Linked DNA regions of Sus scrofa: all the other regions are linked to region 2. Evidence: chromatin contacts called from public HiChIP or PLAC-seq data. All regions are on one chromosome and are shown on one strand. Each heading gives the region's core, a stretch centred on a gene start, on an enhancer-like site or on the middle of the called end of the contact. The rest is flanking DNA. Distances are from core to core; before and after follow the strand shown.

Region 1 (3,037 bases), core at 27-2,526, 73 kb after region 2:
TTCATGGAATATTTCTTCATAACTAGACTTAGGTGATGACTTTCTGGCAGGAATACTGTATAAGTGAGGTTGTTTGCTTGTCAATGTAACATTCAGGACAAATACAGTATCAGCATTTTACATTTTTGAAAATGTCAACTTTGATTACTTGGTTAAAGTGATGTCTTCCATGTTTATCCTCCCTAAAAGCACTATTTTCCTTTTTGTAATTAATAAGCTACTTTGAAATTATGTAGCTATCTTGTTCTTCATTAACTTTCAACCCAATAGTTTCGGCATCCATTGACAACTTTCTCTGAATCAATTATTGTAGTAGTTGCCAAACGGTGATTTTCTATCTCCATAATTCCTTCTACACGAGATTCTCCTGCAAGAGAATTTTTCCTTCTTCCCTATCGATTTATTTATTATCAGAAGAAACACATCTATTTATTGAATCTCAGTGTAATCTTTCCTCACTGATCAGCATTGCTGCCTCTGACATTTGTCAAGTTTCCATATGTTCGTGAGTCTTTCTGGGCTCTCTTTTGTTCAATGATCCTTTGGCCTTTCCTGTTCCAAAACAGCATTAAGTAATATGGTTTCATCATTAGTTTCAATGTCTGATTGGCCAAGTTTCCTCTTTTTACTGAAGAGTTCCTGGGATATTTTTCCTTTTCCATGCAAATATCAGAATCAACTGTCATTTTTCACAAAACTTCTGTTGATATTTTGATTAGGATAACATTAACTCTGTAGGTCAATTTGGGGACAATAACTTTTTTTAAAAAAATTGAGCCTTTCTTTCCATGAACATAGCATATTTCTCCATTTACTTAGGTATTTTGAGTGTATTTTAAAAATGTTTTGTGTTTTTTTTTTTTCTGTACATGCCTTATACATACATCTTTTATTAGATTTAATTTTAGATAACTTATTTTTGAGTTATTTTTAATATAGTCTCTTTCTAAATTACGTTTTCTACTTATGTGTTGTTACAGAAATGTTTTCTGAGTACTTGTTAAATTTAACAGAAATACAACTGAATTTTGCATATTGACCCTATGGTAAATTCTTATTACTTCTCAAAAGAGACCTTTTAGATTTTTTACATAAACTTATAACTTTTGTGAAATAATGCAGTCCTTTGTCTTCCTTTTCAACCATTTTGGCTTTGATTTATCATTCTTGTCTTTCAGTGTGAGATTAATAAAATGGGTAGGAGACGGCTCACAGTCCTGGGCTTCACCATCCAAAATCCATGCTGGGTCCCCACTACAGTTTGGCACCATCTAGTGGTGATTGTTCACTCCAGTTTACATATTGATGGGAAGTATTCAGGGTCTGTAGCGACTGGATATCACAAAAGTATCAGTGATTCCAGGAAATTCTTGGCTAGATGGCAACAGTTTTGTTGGCTCAGTTTGGAAATATTGAATTGGGAGATCACTGAACAAGCAGGATTCAAACTCTACCTCCCCTTTGGGTTTTGTGCTTTTTTCATGTTAAGTTCCTCCCCTACCCCTATCATATTCCATTCCCTGTCCTCAGGAAAACAACTTTATTCTCCTTCCTCTGTTCTACCTGTGAGGTTAGGTGGTGGATGGGAGCAAATCATTCATTCTATAATCTCAGAATTCATGACATCTGGGTGTGTTTCACAGGGTTTTACTGTATTTATTTGTGCATTTTTCTCTCTCCTTCCATTATAGTAAAATAGTAACTACAAAAGATTGAGGATTTTTATGTTTCATTCACAGCCATATTTCCAATGAATAAATAGACATTTTCTTAGCATTCAGGCACCCAAGAACATTCATTGGATAAAATGAGCAAATGGATATTGAAATATTCCATTACACAGTAGATTTGTTAATTTCTTCCTGTAATTCTACCAACTATTGCTTTAAGTTTTCTTTTTTAAGCACCTGTGGCATGTGGAAGATCCTGGGCAAGGGACTGCACCCAAGCCACAGCAGCACCTCAAGCCACTGCAGTGACAATGCAGGATCTTTAACCCGCTGTGCCACAAGGGAACTCTGCTTTAAATTTTTAAGGCTTTTGGGAGTTCCCATTGTGGTTCAACGGGTTAAGAGCCCAACATAGTATCTACGAGGATGTGGGTTTGATCCTTGCTCAGTGGGTTAAGGATCTGGCATTGCTGCAAAATACGGCATAGGCTGCAGATGCACGCTGGATCTGGCGTTGCAGTGGCTGTGGACTAAGCCAGGAGCTGCAGCTCCGATTTGACTCCTAGCCTAGGAACTTTCATATGTCACAGGTACAGCCATAAAAATTTTTTAGGGTTTATTTTTATTAGATGCACACAAAATTAAAATTGTTGTGGCCTTTTGATGAACTCAGTCTTCCTTAATAATTTAGTTTTTTGGGTTTGGGTTTTCGTATTTGGTCAAAAACCTAATTTCAAGGCACTGCACTAAGCCATCCTGTGGATCAGTGTCTTGCTTCAATAGTGTTTGGACCAGGAGTTCCCATTGTGGGTCAGTGGTAAAGAACCTGACTTGTATCCATGAGAATGTGGGTTCCACCCTGGCCTTTCTCAGTGGGTTAAGGATCCAGCATTGCTGTGAGCAGAGGTATAGGTCACAGACATGGCTCAGACCTGGTGTTGCTGTGGCTGTGGTGTATGTAGGTTGGCAGGTGCACCTCCCATTTGACCCCCAGGTTGGGAACTTCCATATGCCACATATGTGGCCCTGAAAAGAAAAAAAAAATAGTGTTTAGTGTTTGGACGGAAGAGAAACTGGGACACCCCTTCTTCCAGCCTCTGACCACCATCCAACCTTTTTTTCCAGTGACAACTGTTGGTACCAGATACTCAGCTATCCTCAGCCTCTAGGAGGAGCCAACACCATTTTTAAAGCTTAGTTCTTACTCTCAATCAACCATGAGCTTGCAGGTTCATCAGAATTACCCCACTGAAGTAGAGGCTGCCAACAACTGCCTCGTCAACATGAATCTGAAGGTCTCCCACACCTACCTCTCCCTGGGCTCCTATTTCCACCACAATGATGTGGCTCTGGAGGGCATGGGCCAT
Region 2 (3,465 bases), core at 49-2,548:
AAACAGTTGAATCTCTTCAAAAACGTAACATACATGTCAAAATGATGTTAAGATCATATTAAAGCAGGCAAGATGAAATAGAAGAATGGCAGACTGATATAAAAAAATTACAGACCATAACATGTGCATTGTTTCAAGACGTAGCCACGGGCTATTAACCATTATCCATATCTCAGAGAGGTAGACAGATCCATTTCCACCTACTTGCGCTGAAACACCAAGGCTCCTTTCCCTTAAGGGGAGCAGCTCTAGAATGCCAAACGCTGAAATATTTCAGTGTGGCAGCTCAGAGCTGGGCTATCACGGTTCACACATCATCAGTAAGTGCCTCTCAAAAAAGCTCAGAGACAGTCCCTCCTCCACGTCCTGAACTTCAACCCTGACCTCCAGAGTGGCTCTGGACAATCTAGGTTCAATCTGTGTCTTTCCAACGCCAGGACCTAGTTACCTGAAATGGTTGCAAATGAATGAGGCTAATGCTCAGAGAAGGAGACGAAGCTACACCGTCCATCCTTAATCAGGCAAAATCAAGGAAGGATGCCCTGGGGCGGGGCGCTTGGGGGCCGAATTAGAGCCACGTCCGCGTTCTCAGTCCACCCTCGCGCACCCGCGCTACGCCCGCCGCGCCGCTTTTCAGCCCATCCTCCCCCGCCAGCCTCTCGGGCGCTCCTTACCCGCTCTCAGCTGGGGCTCCAGACCTTCCCAGCGCAAGGCACTCGCTCCCCCGCCGGGATCTGCCAGGGGACGGAGCCCGCAGCCGCCGCCGCCGCAGATGCCCCCGGCCGAAGCCGCTGGAAAGTTTACTCGGGGTCTCGCCCTCTCGTGCCTCGGCCCCGCCAGGGAAGCTGCTCTCCGGGTCCCTCCCGCGGCTGCCGCCTTCGAGGCCGCTTTCAGCGGCGCTGCAGTACCGGCCAGGCTCGGGCGGCCGCGGACGGCTCCGTGCGGCCGAGGGCGGGGTCTCCCCGCCCAGCTCAGCCCGCGGCACGGCGCTCGGTGTTTACCGCGGCCCCGCGGCCCGGCTGCCCGCTCTCCCCGCCCGCCGCCCTGCGCGCTCCTGACATCATTCATTCTCTCACACCCTCGCCCGCCCACTCCATTTCCAAACAGTGACTCACCCGGCGGCACCCGCTCCCGCTGCTGTAGCCCTCCAGACGCAGAGCGGAGCTCGAAAAACCGGTGCGACTTCTTAAGAAGAAAACCCCAGCCGACGTTTCCCGGCTCCCAACCGTTAAAGGTGCAGGGAAGGAGTGGCTTGGCAGGCAGGGCTGATTGGCTCCGGGCAGAAAGGCTGGAGCGGACCTTCCTTGAGCAGTGACAGAGATCAATCTGGGAAAGTTCTCTGGGTGCCACTCCCTGCAACTTTCAAGGGTGGGGTCAGGAAGGGATCCCCCACCCCCGCACCTCGCCTTATTTGGGACCTGCTTCCTGACATCGGTGTGAGTGGGCTTGTGCACCAGCGGTTACTCACCGGGTATTGCCTGGGCCTAGGTCAAAGAGGTGGGTTTCCAAACCTCACAGGGCTGCCCGGCAGGGTTAGTCATGGGTCCGCACGGTGGTAATTCTAGGTGTGAGCTGGAAGGGTGCTCCAAGTTAATGAGACTAATAATACTTTCCCTTAGGTGACTATCAACCATGCCATTTGTCCTGTTAATTGATTTGCTTCTCATTAAGGATAAAAAACAGTAACCAAAATAAACACCAGAATAAATAGTTCTTTGCTCAACTCAACACTGCGCTTTTCCGCAGCTTTTGGAGCCACAAGGCGGCCCTGTGTGGTTTCTTTGATGAGCTCAGCAGTTATGTTTTTAGAAGGGGTGTTGCCTTCTTTAAAATGGTCAAGGCTCTACATTTCTTGGAGTTGCTATTCATACACCTGCTAGGCAGTTTTCAGAGTAAACGATGGCTGCCTCAGATTCTTACTAGCATGAATCAGAGAGAATTTGCCCAAATCTTTATTGAATTACATTGAGATATGTTTTATGTTAATTTCTACTTTCGGACAGGGTAATTGTTTAGGATTTGAACTAGCTTTTGGGTGATTACACATAATCAACAAAAATAATCCAGAGGCGTGTCTAGGTGCCCAGTACAGAAATCATGGAGGTAAACAACCATCAGTTTATGGTAATTAAACAGGATAGTAATAGAAAAAAAAAATACAGAAAAAACCCTGAAACTGACAACTGTTGTCACCACAGAAATTTCCCCTAAATGAAAATGCTCCTGAAATTAACCAAAGGTTCAACATCTTTGTCCTGGAAAATGCAGTCATTTCAAGCTACTGAAAGGTAAGAACCCAGAAGAGAACACTGACAATTGAAATTTACTTACCTTGGGCTTATTTTTCCTTTTCAATAGGAGTTCGTTTTTTACGAAGCCCAGGCATTTTGCCCAGAAGGCACTAGCAAATGGATTTGTTTGTAGGATGCAAAGTAAATGGAAATTCAAAACAATAGTTTTTATAGACAATCACAGATCTAATCAGAGACTTGGGTCTGCTGTTCACCAGTCCGCTGATGAACACAGAAGGACCAGATTTCAAATGTGTAGCCATAGGCAAGTTTGAGTGAATATTCCATGTACTCCCTACTTTACAACCAACATGTTCAGACATTATGGAGATGTGTTTAAATAAGATTTTCTATAGATTTAAAGAAATGATATTGTGGGCTCTGGGGCCTATGTACATGGGTGAAGTCAGAAAGCTCAAAAGAAGGCCTGGCAACCTACATGCTTTGTTGCAGATGTAAATTCTGCACTCCATCATAGGAAGGTCTCCATTGGCACGGGGGCTGCTTAATGACTAGTTTTGAATTTGTGGTTACTATTGCGCCTCAGTGTAAATATTGTGAAATAAATAACTAGGTGATTTTATTATGTAATTTAAATATCCTCCAGTAAATGTAATAGGCTAATTATGATTGAGTTCCATTCTACTCGTTATCAACATCTGAGAAAGCAAATTATTCATCTTATTTCTATGTTGTGAAAAACACTGACTGACTTGTCCGTCTCACAGTGAGAGGTGATTTTTTTTTTCAACTGAACCTTTTTGTTCTTACAACATATCAAAGTTTACTAAGTCCCCGATTAGTCACTTTCCAAAAATAATAATGCTGAATGTTCTAAGAGAGAGAAAGGGCTGACAGTTGTGTTCCTGTCCGTTTCTTTTTTAAACCAGTACATACTGTAAATCAAGTTTTACAGATATTCCTTTGGTATGATAAAACATACTGATTAAGTTAGGAAAACATATATATCTGTAGTACTTATCTCCTCTTATAATAACTCCTGCTGTGCACAAACGAAGGCACTGACTCAAGCAACAAATGTTTATTGAGTTCCCATTTTGTGCCCATGTTGTTTAGCTAAGAATCACCATGTGAATTTTCTAAACATATGTCTTAGCAATGGGAAAGTTGGCTTTTTTAAAAAATTGCATAAAGATGTTTATAGAGGCACTAT
Region 3 (3,320 bases), core at 517-3,016, 66 kb before region 2:
AAGAATCTAACTGCAGGAGTTCCCGTCGTGGGTCAGTGGAAACAAATCTGACTAGTATCCATGAAGATGCAGGTTTGATCCCTGGCCTCACTCAGTGTATGTTGAGAATCTGGCATTGCCGTTGAGCTGTGGTGTAGGTCTCAGACACAGCTTAGATCTGGTGTGGCTGTGGCTGTGGCATAGGCTGGCAGCTATAGCTCTGATTTGACCCCTAGCCTGGGAACCTCCATATGCCACAGGTGTGGCCCTAAAATAAAAGACAAAAAAAAAAAAAAAAAAAAAAAGAATCCAACTGCAGTGGCTCAGGTCACTGCAGAAGTGTGGGTTTGATCCCTGGCCCAGAGCAGTGGGTTAAAGGATCTAGTGTTGCCACAGCTGTGGCACAGGTTGCAGCTGTGGCTCAGATTTGATCCCTGGCCTGGGAATTCCTGTATGTCACAAGTGCGACTACAAAACTTCAAAAGAAAAGAAAAAGATGTAAGTATGATTTACTCCAGAAATGCAAGAAAGGTTTCAAATTAGGAAATAACTGCGATAAAATATAAACATATGTTAAACAGAAAAGATAAGATCATCTTGAGTGGAGCCAAAAAGGCATTTGATGAAATACAAGAAAAGAAGTATATATAATGATGCTCTTTCAATGCCAAAATCATTCATTTTAGCCATGTAATCTGTGTTCTAATAGCCAGTGGAAATAAATCTTACAGTGCCACTCTTTCTTTTTCCTTTTTTTGTTTTTAGGGCCGCACCTGCGGCATATAGATATTCCCAGGCTAGGGGTCAAATCGGAGCTGTAGCCACCGGGCCTACAGTCACAGCAACGCCAGATCGGAGCTGCATCTGCAACCTACACCATAGCTCACAGCAACACCGGATCCTTAACCCACTGAGCAAGGCCAAGGACCAAATCCACGTCCTCATGGATGCTAGTTGGGTTGTTACCCACTGAGCCACGATGGGAACTCCCACAGTGCCACTCTTTTCACCCTTAAGGGAACTTCAGAATCAAATTCCAAGAAAATTCATAATTTTGCTTCTATACTTTATTTCTATCACTTCTATTATAACAAAGGGCTTGAACTTCCCCTATTCATATACATTAGTCATTTTTTTCTTAATAATCCATGAAGTATTCTTTTCTAAAATTTGACAGTGATTCTAAGGTTCATCAGGGAGTAAAAATGGGAGCAGCAACAGAAGGGCTGTGGCAGTAGATATTAGATAACATTTATACAACCAATATTGGGGTAATGGTACCCAGTTATTCTATTTTGGGAATTCATTCCAAGGAAATAAGGATGTGCACAAAATATTTCTACAGTAAGCTTTCAACAGTTAGAAGAGCAAATTGGAAACAGCCTGATATCCACCAGTGATTAAATAAATTACAGCTCTCTTAATATACTTAAAATACTGTATTTTGATACAGTAACTACAAAACTGTGAGACAAGTATACAAAAACTGTATAAGAAGGATGCAGTCAGTATCCAATTAAGTACAAAATTAGATCTGAATGGAAGAGGTAGGACCTCAGTAATTCATATCAGAGGTTAAGATTTACAAAAAGTGGGGAAGAGGCCCTGCAACAGAGACTCAAGGCTCAGAGAAAAGGTGCAAGTGTGACGCTCACGACCCACTCCCAGGTTTCCCAGCAGTTCCGATGTGAGGCTACGGATAGCATCCTATGCACAGACATGAACTCCAGCCAGCTGGTTTAGAAATGCTTTGCTTGCTGGAGTTCCTGCTGTGGTGCAGTGGGTTAATGATCTGGCATTGCCAACTGGGGCATAGGCCTCAGATGCAATTCGGATATTATGAGAACTTCCATAAGCCCTGGGTGTGGCTGTAAAGGGGAAAAAAAAAAGAAAAAAGGAGTGCTTTGATTGCTAAATTAGTCGGTTGGCCTGCTTGTGCATTTGGAGTAGTCAAGAAGATAAGATATAGTAAATGTGTAATATAGTTTAAAAATTAAGAAAACATATCTAAGTTTATATATGGTTCTAACGTTTAAAAGATGTAATCTATTGAAGATGGAGGTTAAACATTGATCAAAGAAAATGTGTTGCTAACATTTACAAATTGCAATTACAGAGGTTCCCATTGAGGCTCCGCAGATTAAAGAACTGGACATAGGGGTATGAGGATGCAGGTTCGAACTCTGGCTTCACTCAGTGGGTTAAGGATCCAGTGTTGCCACCAGCTGTGGTGTAGGTCGCAGATGTGGCTCAGATCTGGTGTTGCTGTGGCTGCGGCTGTGGTGCAGACCAGCAGCTACAGCTCCAATTCGACCCCTAGACTGGGAAATTCCATATGCCCCAGGTACAGCTGTAAAAAGAAAAAAAAAAATTGCAGGCAGTTCCCACAGTGGCACAGCAGATTACCAACCTGACTAGTATCCATGAGGATCAGAGTTTGATCTGACCTTGCTCAGTGGGTTAAGGATCCAGCATCGCACAAGCTGTGGCATAGGTCGAAGATGTGGCTGGTGTCTGGCATTGCTGTGGCTGTGGTGTAAGCTGGCAGCTGTAGCTCCAATTGGATACCTAGCCTAGGAACTTCCATATGCCATGGGTACAGCCCTAAAAAGACAAAAAACAAAACGGAACAAAACAACCCCCCCAAAACAAACAAAAAACCCCCCAAACCCCCTGTAATGATGAGTGAAAGAGATTTACTTGAAAGTATTCAAAGGCTTAAGAAAAACTAGGTCCTAAAACAGAATTGAAGATCAATGGAAATAAAAGACTGATGAATTTAACAGACATTAAAAAAGCTTTTTCAGCCCTTAAAAAAGAAAACTCCGTTGTCACCATAAAGTCATTAAAAAGGCAGAATAAAATAGCCATAATATGATAGCTCTCAGCAAATGTTATGTATGTGCCAGGTTCTGTGTTAGGTGTATTATCTAATTGATCCTCGTAACAACACTAGGAACTATTTTAAAGAAAAGAAGAAATTGAGATCAAGTGAGATGCTCAAGGTCAGACAGGTAAGGAAGCGGAGGATCTCAGATTCAAACCAGTTCTTTTTTTGGCTGCATCTGGGGCATGCGCAAGTTCACAGGCCAGGGATCAAACCCATGCCCTAGCAGCCACCGGAGCCACTGCAGGGACAGTTCAGGATCCTTAATCTGCTGAGCCCCCAGGGAACGCCAGGAGTTTCTGTTCTTAATGCTACTAGTGCCATTTCTTGAGAGTCAAGAATATAATCAGTGAATAAGATGAAGAGACAATCAATTACAAGCTCTTTTTAAAAAAAGAGATATGTACATACATAGGGAAGTCTCCAGATAACCCTATAGGCATGTTTAAATCTT

What was found. HiChIP or PLAC-seq counts read pairs in DNA pulled down with a chosen protein or histone mark.
Region 1: an H3K27ac HiChIP or PLAC-seq map of alveolar macrophages shows a contact between it and region 2. The contact joins the enhancer-like site here to the promoter of SGMS2 in region 2. A contact is called at or near these places in 1 of 5 promoter capture datasets (liver), 3 of 47 Hi-C or Micro-C datasets (embryonic fibroblasts, heart right ventricle and skeletal muscle) and 2 of 2 datasets of contacts at active chromatin or transcription factors (alveolar macrophages and skeletal muscle).
Region 3: a contact with region 2 is called in an H3K27ac HiChIP or PLAC-seq map of alveolar macrophages. The contact joins the enhancer-like site here to the promoter of SGMS2 in region 2. A contact is called at or near these places in 1 of 5 promoter capture datasets (liver), 3 of 47 Hi-C or Micro-C datasets (embryonic fibroblasts, liver and skeletal muscle) and 2 of 2 datasets of contacts at active chromatin or transcription factors (alveolar macrophages and skeletal muscle).

What each region holds. Positions count from the first base shown.
Region 1 is chr8:114,217,960-114,220,996 of Sscrofa11.1, forward strand. No RefSeq gene overlaps it. Among named protein-coding and RNA genes, the nearest start is that of PAPSS1, 33 kb to the right of the region's middle. Within about 2 kb of position 1,277, at least 5 of the 83 cell types and tissues checked have an H3K27ac peak or open chromatin away from gene starts, as enhancers often do. A contact at or near this core is called in alveolar macrophages, where this site is marked.
Region 2 is chr8:114,144,648-114,148,112 of Sscrofa11.1, forward strand. It overlaps SGMS2 (phosphatidylcholine:ceramide cholinephosphotransferase 2), which reads right to left and starts at 1,299. Exons shown (of 6, transcript XM_013978974.2): 1 at 1,116-1,299. It overlaps LOC106504747 (a long non-coding RNA gene), which reads left to right and starts at 1,388. Exons shown (of 4, transcript XR_002346838.1): 1 at 1,388-1,497; 2 at 2,199-2,288.
Region 3 is chr8:114,077,790-114,081,109 of Sscrofa11.1, forward strand. The region is part of intron 1 of SGMS2 (phosphatidylcholine:ceramide cholinephosphotransferase 2); the gene reads right to left. Among named protein-coding and RNA genes, the nearest start is that of MIR9843, 31 kb to the right of the region's middle. Within about 2 kb of position 1,767, at least 4 of the 83 cell types and tissues checked have an H3K27ac peak or open chromatin away from gene starts, as enhancers often do. A contact at or near this core is called in alveolar macrophages, where this site is marked.